Regions from separate parts of the Zea mays genome. Here regions 1 and 3 are each linked to region 2. A link is a contact called in public Hi-C data. All regions are on one chromosome and are shown on one strand. Each heading gives the region's core, a stretch centred on a gene start, on an enhancer-like site or on the middle of the called end of the contact. The rest is flanking DNA. Distances are from core to core; before and after follow the strand shown. Region 1 holds the start of LOC103636850 (protein SHORT-ROOT 2-like). Region 2 holds the start of LOC100193187. Region 3 overlaps LOC103636860 (mechanosensitive ion channel protein 2, chloroplastic).

What was found. A called contact is a pair of places that touch in the nucleus more often than the background predicts.
Region 1: a Hi-C map of ear shows a contact between it and region 2, with 2.0 times the contacts expected there. The contact joins the promoter of LOC103636850 here to the promoter of LOC100193187 in region 2. A contact is called at or near these places in 2 of 25 Hi-C or Micro-C datasets (ear and tassel).
Region 3: a contact with region 2 is called in a Hi-C map of bundle sheath, with 2.6 times the contacts expected there. The contact joins the enhancer-like site here to the promoter of LOC100193187 in region 2. A contact is called at or near these places in 2 of 25 Hi-C or Micro-C datasets (bundle sheath and ear).

What each region holds. Positions count from the first base shown.
Region 1 is chr1:78,215,386-78,218,624 of Zm-B73-REFERENCE-NAM-5.0, forward strand. LOC103636850 (protein SHORT-ROOT 2-like) reads left to right here and starts at 1,446. Exons shown (of 1, transcript NM_001323339.1): 1 at 1,446-3,239. The coding sequence starts at 1,509.
Region 2 is chr1:77,867,259-77,870,580 of Zm-B73-REFERENCE-NAM-5.0, forward strand. It overlaps LOC100193187, which reads right to left and starts at 1,337. Exons shown (of 2, transcript NM_001138342.1): 1 at 1,033-1,337; 2 at 1-966. The coding sequence starts at 1,216. The coding sequence ends at 161.
Region 3 is chr1:78,304,405-78,307,781 of Zm-B73-REFERENCE-NAM-5.0, forward strand. LOC103636860 (mechanosensitive ion channel protein 2, chloroplastic) reads right to left here. Exons shown (of 15, transcript XM_008659179.3): 15 at 3,105-3,377. Among protein-coding and RNA genes, the nearest start is that of LOC103636860, 25 kb to the right of the region's middle. Within about 2 kb of position 2,012, at least 8 of the 20 cell types and tissues checked have an H3K27ac peak or open chromatin away from gene starts, as enhancers often do. A contact at or near this core is called in bundle sheath, where this site is marked.

The DNA of each region.
Region 1 (3,239 bases), core at 196-2,695, 350 kb after region 2:
GCTTTATATATGTGTCTAGATTCATCAGCATCCACTTGAATAATGTATGTGCTTTATATATGTGTCTAGATTCATCACCATCCACTTAAATATAGACATAAAAACCAAGAGGTAAAATAAATACTAGTTTAGGACAGATGGAGTATTATTATTTGTAGCTATATGAACCGACAATGACACAGAGATTTTCATTTGTTTTGTAAAAAATATTTTTTAACACTAAACCAGATTAAGACAAACTTTATATAAAAACTATAGTGTTTAAAAAGACCCAAAGCTGATAGATCAACTCATCCAATCCACAAATCAAAAAAAAATTGAGGAGTGAGAAGATGATAGGGGAGAGCAGGAATTTGCCGAGTGTCCGACAAAAAACACTCGGCAAAGCGCCGAGCACTCGGCAAAGACCCAGATTCCGGTAGTGCCTATTAGTGTGCCACCTAGCTCCATTAACTTTGAAAGCGCAGTTTTGGGTGCTAAATTTTTTGAGTGGTTCTCACATTGCTTTGGTCCACACGTACAGTCAATATAACCAACATGGTGTGTAATTTGCGATTAGCTAGCCCATACTTACTCCCCACAGCTGTTGGCCTGTTGCATTCCATGCTCTCACGCCACTGACTCGGTCTCGGTGACTCTCCTCTCTCAGGTCCCTTCCCCAAGCAGCTACTAGCGCTTTGCTTGGGCTCAAATCTGGACTCAAGCACAGATGGCATACTCGTTTACAGTTACAAAACAGCGGTGAGCTAGCGATAGTGGAGCAGGCCAGTGAAGTGAAGCAGGTTGACCACCCCCAGCGCAAATGAACCCCCTGTGGCTTTTCACCCCGTGTGGTTTGGTTTGGTCGTACTCGTACCCATAATCAGCTGTCGTTAAATAATATAATAACCACCGTAATTTCCCCGGTGACAGCTCTAATCGTGCCTGGGTATATAGTAGTACTCCCTCCGTTTCTTTTTATTAGTCGCTGGATAATGCAAAATTGCACTAATTTTGCACTATCCAGCGACTAATAAAAAGAAACGGAGGGAGTAATATATATTCTGCGCCAAATGCAATAACGGTGGTGGGATAAAGACACGGCTGGGGCCAGGAGAAATTTGAAATGCATCCACTCGTCGGTATCCGCCCGCCTGCCTGCGGTGCACACAATCCGACTGTCACGCACGTCCACTTTAGACCTACATACCTTTATTTTCCGGCAAAGCTGATCAAGACGCGAACTAAAGGCAGGATAAGCGAGGGAGCACATCGATCGCACAAAAAGCACCCAAATTTCTACCTTGTCTATCCAATGGCAGCAAGGGAGCATGGCGCGCGATAGTAAAAAAAAAAGAAAAGAAAAGAAAAGCGTTGTGGTGGTCTCGCCATGCATGCATCCTCTTTGCACACATGTTATATAACCCACGAGGTGACCACCATGGTTGTGTTTATGTAGGTAGCAACAACAGCACAAGCCCATTTGCACCGTATGCATGTTGTTGTTGTTGCTGGCTCCGGTGGGTTAGATGGACACACTGTTTAGATTGGTTAGCCTCCACCAACATCACCAACAACATCACCAACAGGCAGCAGCAGCAGCAGCGTCCTCCTCGCCGGACCAGCACCACCACCACCAGTCCCCCTACAGCTCCCGCTCCACGTCCCGCAGCAACGACACCTCCACCGGCTCACGCTCCTCTCCCTCCTCCTACCACACCCACAACCACCACTACCACTCTTCCCACCCCCACTCCCACTACAGCAGCGCCAGCTACTACTACGACCCCGCAGGCAGCGGCAGCGGCAGCGCCGGCTACTACTACTACGACCACCACCAGCCGCCGCCGCCGCCGCCGTACCAAGAAGAATGCGGCAACGACCACGGCTTTTACATGGATGAAGACTTCTCCTCCTCGTCCTCGTCCCGGTCCCGCCACTTCCAGTCGTCCTCGCGCGCCCCGCCCTCGTCGTCTCCCACGCCACCGCACGCCCAGCCCCAGCCCCCGCCCGCGTCCACGTCGTCCGGCGCCGGCGCCGGCGCCCTGTTCGAGGCGGCCGACTTCTCGTTCCCGCAGGTGGACATCGACCTCGACTTCAGCTCCCCCGCCTCGTCCTCCGGCGCCGCCGCCTCGTCCTCGGGCGGCGGCGGCGCCGGGAGGTGGGCCGCGCAGCTGCTGCTGGAGTGCGCGCGCGCCGTGGCCGCCCGCGACAGCCAGCGCGTGCAGCAGCTCATGTGGATGCTCAACGAGCTGGCGTCGCCGTACGGGGACGTGGACCAGAAGCTGGCGTCCTACTTCCTCCAGGGCCTCTTCGCGCGCCTCACCACCTCCGGCCCGCGCACGCTGCGCACGCTCGCCGCCGCGTCGGACCGGAACACGTCCTTCGACTCCACGCGCCGCACCGCGCTCAGGTTCCAGGAGCTCAGCCCCTGGGCGTCCTTCGGCCACGTGGCCGCCAACGGGGCCATACTCGAGTCGTTCCTGGACGCGGCGGCGGCGGCGGCCGCCTCCTCGTCCTCCTCCTCGCAGCACCCGCCGCGGCTGCACATCCTGGACCTCAGCAACACCTTCTGCACGCAGTGGCCGACGCTGCTGGAGGCGCTGGCCACGAGGTCGTCGGACGACACGCCCCACCTGTCCATCACCACCGTGGTGCCCACCGCCGGCGTGCCGTCGTCCGCGGCCGCGCAGCGCGTGATGCGGGAGATCGCGCAGCGCCTCGAGAAGTTCGCGCGCCTCATGGGCGTGCCCTTCAGCTTCCGCGCCGTGCACCACGCGGGGGACCTCGCGGGGCTCGACCTCGACGGCCTCGGCCTCGGCCTCCGCGAGGGCGGCGCCGCCACGGCGCTCGCGATCAACTGCGTCAACGCGCTGCGCGGGGTCGCGCCGGGGGGCGCGCGGCGGCGCGACGCGTTCGTCGCCTCGCTCCGCCGCCTCGAGCCGCGCGTGGTCACCGTCGTGGAGGAGGACGCCGACCTCGTGGCGGCGTCCGAGCCGTCGTCGTCGTCGGCCGGGGAAGCCGACGCGGAGGCGGCGTTCATGAAGGTGTTCACCGAGGGCCTCCGCTTCTTCTCGGCGTACATGGACTCCCTCGAGGAGAGCTTCCCCAAGGCGAGCAACGAGAGGCTCGCCCTGGAGAGGGCGGCGGGGCGTGCCATTGTGGACCTCGTGGCCTGCCCGGCGTCCGAATCCGTCGAGAGGCGGGAGACGGGGGCGTCGTGGGCGCGCCGCATGCGGTCTGCCGGCTTCTCTCCCGTG
Region 2 (3,322 bases), core at 87-2,586:
ACGCACACAGTCGGTCGGTCGACCCACCGAAGCTCAGATGTAGTGGTGGTGCTATAGTATTTTATTTATATTATAGTAATTGTTCAATAAAGGAGAGAAGGGGAAAAAAAGAACAGGGGGAAAAAACAGTTATACTTTGGTGGGGTGGCCACCGGCGCTCTCATAGTCTCATCTTCGCCCACACGCAAACGGGGCTTCGAGGCCGGCTCCGGCTGCTACTGGTAGTTTCTTTTCTACTACCGCTACTACGCAACCAAAAATAAAATCTAAGGCCGCAGCCAGAAACGAATGAAAAACGGCCTTGCCGTCGCCGGCGACGAGAGAAAACGCCTGGCCGCCGGGACAGATCGTCCAGACAAAACATCACATCACACGGCGGCCAATCAAGAGAGCCGCTGCGCGTGTGGTTTGGTTTGGTTTGGCCTGCGTCGTCGACCGGCGGCTTCATCAGGCAAAAAGGTTGAGCAGCACGGGCTCCCTGTCGCCGCCGGCCGTGGTCGTGACGGACTCGTCCGAGCTCATGGACGGCGTGCCGGGCCGCAGGAGGGGGGCCCTCCTCCCGTCCGCCGTCGCCGGCGGGGACCCGGGGCTGCTGCTGAGGCACAGCCCTAGGTCGCAGTACGCCGCCGCCTCCGCCGCGGGCGGCGCCCCGGCACCGGCGGCGGCCTTCCGCGCCCGCTTCGCCGTGGAGAAGGTGGACCAGCCGCCGGCGCGCTTGTCGGTGGCGGCGGGGGGCCCGTACAGGTGGCCCGTCCCGGCGCCAAGCTCCGGCAGCGGGCCGATGGCGCCGCCCCGCAGCACGGTGTCGACGGCGGCCTGGCAGAGGTGCCAGTTCCCCGTGCCCAGCAGCCCCACCGCGCCGTGCACCGGGTTGATGGTCCGCCCCGCCGCCTCGTACAGCAGCGACTGGAACAGGGCTGCGAGGAGGTGCCATGGACCACAGTAAGCCTGGTAAGCAATAATAAGCTAGCTAGGGATCATGGTCGGTGTGTGATAGTTCATGCATGGGGACGGGACGGGACGGAAGCGTACCGGGCCGCTGCGCGTCCGGGACAGCGGAGATGAAGGAGAGCAGGCCCGCGCGGCCGAAGAACTTGGCGACGAACACGGTGGCGTGGCCCTGCGCCTCGGCGGCGTCGATCCACTGGAGGCAGGGGCGCAGCACGCAGGCCTCGCTGCAGCCTTTGCGCAGCACCCGGCACCCGTTGCAGCTCATGCTGCTACCGTCGTCACGGCCCCCCCGTCCTAGCCAAGTACTCCTACTCACTCACTAGTAAGTAGATGCTACTACTAGGCTAGAAGATCTCTCTTCTCTCTGCTGCGGTGCTACCACTGCGAGACGGAACGAAGAGAACGGCTGGTTCGCTGCCGGGGAAGGAGATATATAGGCCCCTGGAGAGTGCTGGAGCTGCACGAGCAACCATGGTTGGTTAGGTTAGGTAACCAGAGGCTTGGACCGGGGTCAGACAGAGAGGCGGGCCCCGCCAGGTGGTGCGGTGCGGTGAGGGTGTGTGTGTGTCGTGCGAGGAAGTTCCAAGGTCCTCGGGTGCGCGGGGGGCGGCTCCGTGTCTCCGCGGCCGGTCGGGCACCCGCGGGCCGTCGGATCGCGTCCTCCTCCTGGCCCTAGGGTGTGCGGAACGGTTCCACCACGCGTTCCGGGGCGCCGCGCGTTCGCCCCGTCCGCCGCTCGTCGCGTCGCGTCGTGGGCGGGCGCGCGGTTTGCCGCTTCTGCTGCCCCCGCATGCCTGCGGCTGGATGGGCCTGCTTGCTTTTCCGTGGGGTGGGGCTGCGGATGGGACAGAGACGGGTGCGTGGATTCGCGTGTCGGGCAGCCCCGGTGCGTCTGACTCAGCGTGCCGTGGATTCGTGCTCGCCCCTAATGCCCGCTGATTGCGACGCACTCCGCCCCTTGTGCTGCAGCGACAGCTCGACCACGTCCAATTTACGGGGAAAAAAACAGATCCAAAGCTAAGGACGGAACCCTCGAGTTTTTTTTAAGAATCTGGCTTTCGAAAACTGGATTGAGTATAAACAAGTTAGTTTTTGTCTAATTTCTAGCATCTCCAACAAGATGCTTTAAAATAGTGTCCTACAAATTAAAAATATTGCTCCATCTGTCCTAATTTAGAATTCGTTTCACTTTTCTTTACTAATTTTGGCTGCCTTGTCTTATTTAGTTTTTTTATAAATATGAAAAATTCAAAGACATATCTACAATATATTATATGCTAAACGATACCACATTAAAAGCTAATAATAATTATAATTTTTTTTCCAATACGACGAGCTGGTCAAACTCGAGGTAAAAAATAAAATGAATTATAAATTGAAACGGATTGAGCACATCATTTTAAAGTGTTAAGGGCACTAAAATAAATTGAGTTCCAATAGTTAATATAAAGAAATTGTTGAGAATGAAATAGAAAACGAAGATATGACATTGATTTGAAGTGGAATACATTTGAGTCACTTCATGGTGTGTTTTATATTTTTTTAATAAAAAATATGTAAAATAAGAACGGTTGGAGCCATTTTTATGAGTTAAGACAAATATTGTAAGATATTATATGCAAAAGGTGTTTTTGTGACCATACGGGTGGACTACTGTACATTGCACCTATATGGTCACTACAAACACTGTTTTGCATTGTTTTATATAGCAGATTGCGCTGTTTATATAGTGTAATTTGAATATGAGTATATGTATAGATAAGCTGCTAGAGAGGATATTAGGGTAACACTACACCCGAGCGTCTTACCATTGAGCCAGGCTCGTCCGCAACCCAAATGAATTCTAGATTCAGATTCACTCCTTGCACCCGTCAGATCAGGCCGTGTAGGAAACTTGGCATCGTGTTTGGTTTCACACCCCCCTCTTTTCTTCGGTTCTCTCGTTAATCTCACGCACGTACGTTAATCTCAGACGCCTGTCCTAATTGGTGGTCGACACATGGCAAGGAGCTGTAATCTTTGTTGCGAGTGGACTAGCTGTAACGTATGTGTAATTCTTATCTGCGCGCCTGCATGGTAAAATATCATTCTTCCGGCGCTACCGAAGGAGCCTAATTAAAGAGGGCAGCGGGGAGGGAGGGATTAATGTGGTTCTTGTCTTGTTATCCAAACAAGCTAGCTGTGTGTAACTTTTGTATGCTTCTCTAATAAACTGAAACACCTTCGCTCCGATCCATGCATTGATGTAGCTTGTGTTTTTTTTTTTCACAGCTTGCCTAAGAAGTAAAGAAGAGATCGTATGTATATAGATTTACATCTTCTAGTTACCGTAAGCCTGTGACACAAACATAGATGTCATCTCCAAAAAAAA
Region 3 (3,377 bases), core at 762-3,261, 440 kb after region 2:
TTTTCTTATCACGTACCCCCTGTCGGAAGGTCGTGATGATGGAGGCATCGGAAATATGAGGTATCGTACCTCGCACCTTGGTGAAGCGGGAGATGAACTTCCGGAGGGTCTCCCCTGGCTCCTGCCTCACTGCATGGAGGTGGGCCTCCACACCGTGCTGTTGATAAGCACTGGCAAAGTTCGCCACGAACCGCGCACAGAGCTCTTCCCAGGAGTAGATTGATCCTGGGGCGAGGTTCATGAGCCAAGTCCGGGCAGGTCCAGACAGGGCGACATGAAAATATGTCGCCATTACAGCGGTGTTTCCACCTGTTGCCGTGATGGCGGTGACATATATTTGCAGGAACTCCGATGGGTTCGTTGTCCCATCGTATTTTTCCGGCAGGTGTGGCCGGAACTTGGGCGGCCACGACGCCGTGCGAAGATGGTCTGCAAGGGCGGCGCAGCCCACGCCGGCCAAGGGGACACCCGTTTGGGATCGGGCGCCCACTGGTGTCTGCGGTGCCTCCGCAGCGAAATCTCGGTCGAGGTTGCGACCCTCAATGTTCTCTCGGCGCTCACGCGCCCTTTCCAAAGAGACCCAGGCGTCTTCTCCCGTACGCCTACGGTTGAGCTCCGCCCGGAGGTTGTCGGTCTGTGCACCCCTTACGGAAGGCGAGCGCACAGATGTCGTCGCCTCGCGTTGGCGCCGGGATGACAGAGGCCTCGACCTGGTCGAAGTAGAATGTGCCATGCCGAGCAGCCGGTCGACATCGTCGCGCCACTGCTTCATGGCCCCCGGTGATGTCGTGGAGCTAGGGGGTGGCGTAGCAACTCTCTGGCCGCAGACAGCGCCGTAGGCGCTGCCCTCGACGGAGTTCGGGACACCTGCGCTGGCGTGTGCTGCTGCACGGCGTGCACGGCAGCAGTCCCAGAGTCGGGGCGGTCGGGCACTCGTGGCGCGGAGGATGCAACCTCTTGCTCCATCACAAAATCCTCCGAAGTTTCGGCGCGGTGCTCGATGATTCGCACCATCATGCTGAGCGAGGAAACAAGCAAAAACTTGAAGCTTGGCCCCTACCTGGCGAGACAAATGTCGGAGAGGAAATCTCCCCAGCCGGGTGGCGGATTGCACCCACCCTAAATCCTAAAGAGAGGAGGGGCCTAAGCGTTTTGCTTGCTACGAGACTGGTGGATCAACACACGAGAGCTCGCGAGGGTTTAGAGTGGTTCGGGCCGCCGGAGCGTAATACCTTACTCTACTGTGAGATGTATTGCTTGAGGGCTTGTAAGAGCTAGCGAGTCTGAGATTGCGTGTGTGTAACGTCGCATGCCTCCCCTTTTATAGCTGAAGGGGGGCATGCACAAAGGGACTGGGCCCCGACATGTGGGCCCAGGTACATAAAGAATATAGTGCTTGGATCCTCTGATATCTGTTGTCGAGACAATCTTCTCTGCCCGAGATCTGCGTATCCTAGGCGTACCGAGGAGGCTTCTTGCGGAAGAGAGGATGAGTATAGCGCGCCGCTCAGCACAGGTGTACTGTTCACCAGTAGACCCAGCAGGCGCGCTGTCCGCTGGATGACCTTGACGCCGCCTGCCAGCGGATGGGACGGGTCGCATTAAATGTTGAGGGGGCACGTCGCCTGTCAGCGCAGTGGCAGGCGGCACGTCTTTTCTTCAATAAATGCAGGGGCTGCACGACTTCTCGTCAGGTTCTGCCCGGTGGCTTATGCCATGGGCCACAAGCAGCGGGTCTCCACCTGAGCGGGAAGTGGAGAGCAAAGCCCGCATACGTGTCAGTACCGGACCCCTGCACACACCAGAGTCCTCCTCGTTCTGGGACCCTGCTGGAGTTCGGACCTACCCGGAGGCTCCGGACTTATATGTATATAAGGGTCCGGTGTCTTTCTATGGGGGTCCGGACTTACTGAGATGTGGTGTCTCTCCTCGCTTTCCCTCTGGCGATCCTTCTCGTCGCTGGCCAGGAGCGGATCTCGTCTCTATTGCCTAGTCGAACGGGGGACGAGCAGGCCTTAAGAGTTGTCGGGTGCACGTTCGCTAGACGCGTGAAGTGGCTCGTTGGCGATGAGGATGTGCGTGCGGTGGGTTGCTTTCATATAAGCCCGCGAGATTAAGGGGGCGATTAGTTAAATTAAGGGAGACGAGTTCGGTACAAAGAAATATAAGGGGTTTTTAAAGTGTTGACGCGCGACGACGGTGGAACCGTGAAAACTGGTGAGTTATAGTAGTAGAGATTATTGTTTGCCGCCAGAGGATTTTGATTTATAATAGTAGAGATTATCGTTTGCGGCCAGAGGATTTTGGAGAGGTAAACTCAATTTAGAAGTTTAAAAATCAATGTGTTCCAATGCTGATACGTCTTGGATACGACTTGGATGGCTCTAAATGTATGGTTGCATAAGTTGACATAAATATACAGATATGTTGACAACGAGGTTATAATACCGTTAGTCTGTCTCCAGTAGATCGTGCAAAACACTACTTTATGTTATAAAGTGCACTGTTTATATATTAGAGTTTAAAATATGTGGGATACAAAAACTGCTGGAGACAACCTTATAGCAGTTGAAAGTTGACAATCTCCCTTTCCTTCGCTACTCTACTCACCGCGGTTGTTGTGCTGTCACCCCTTCCCCTTTTCTTCGTTTCATCATCTCTTCATGCTCTCCACATTTAAATAATAAAAAATTAAAATTATACATAAATGATGATTCAAACCATATTTATTAGTTCTAGACCCGCATTCACATCATCTAGCCAGTAGAATGTATGTACCTTTATATTTTATACTCTATATTTAAGCATAAATGAAAACCTACGAGCGTCTCACCTATAAGCTTTTGCGTCATTTTTATTGATGTTATTCTCATCGCAACGATAGGTACATTCAGCGCCGCGCGGTATTCCGTTTCCTTTTCGATAATCGCGGTATTCCGTTTTAGTCGTCTGCAAGATGAGACGCCATCCGGAAGAATTCACCGTCTCCACGACTTAGCGTGTCTTTTGTAAAAAAAAAAAAAGGAAAAGAGACGATGATATTTCAGCTCGCAGCAGATGGCATTGGAAACAAAACTAACGTAAGCCAAACCTGGAAACCGAGATGACAGTTGCAACGGCGCATGCTGAATTGCCGATGCATATGCAAGAAGCCACTTAAATGAGCAATAATATAATCTTTACAAAATGCCTATTGAAGCACTTGCTTCTTTACAAGCCTGTAGCAATACGACTGACAGGTAATGTTCCCTGAATAATCGTCAGTGTGAATTTACCCCTTAAGCATACAACACTGATGTGTGGTGGCATTGTATTTGCACAAGCGCACAAAAAAGGTAGGCTTGGTGACAAATCTTCACAAGGATACAGTTTGAACT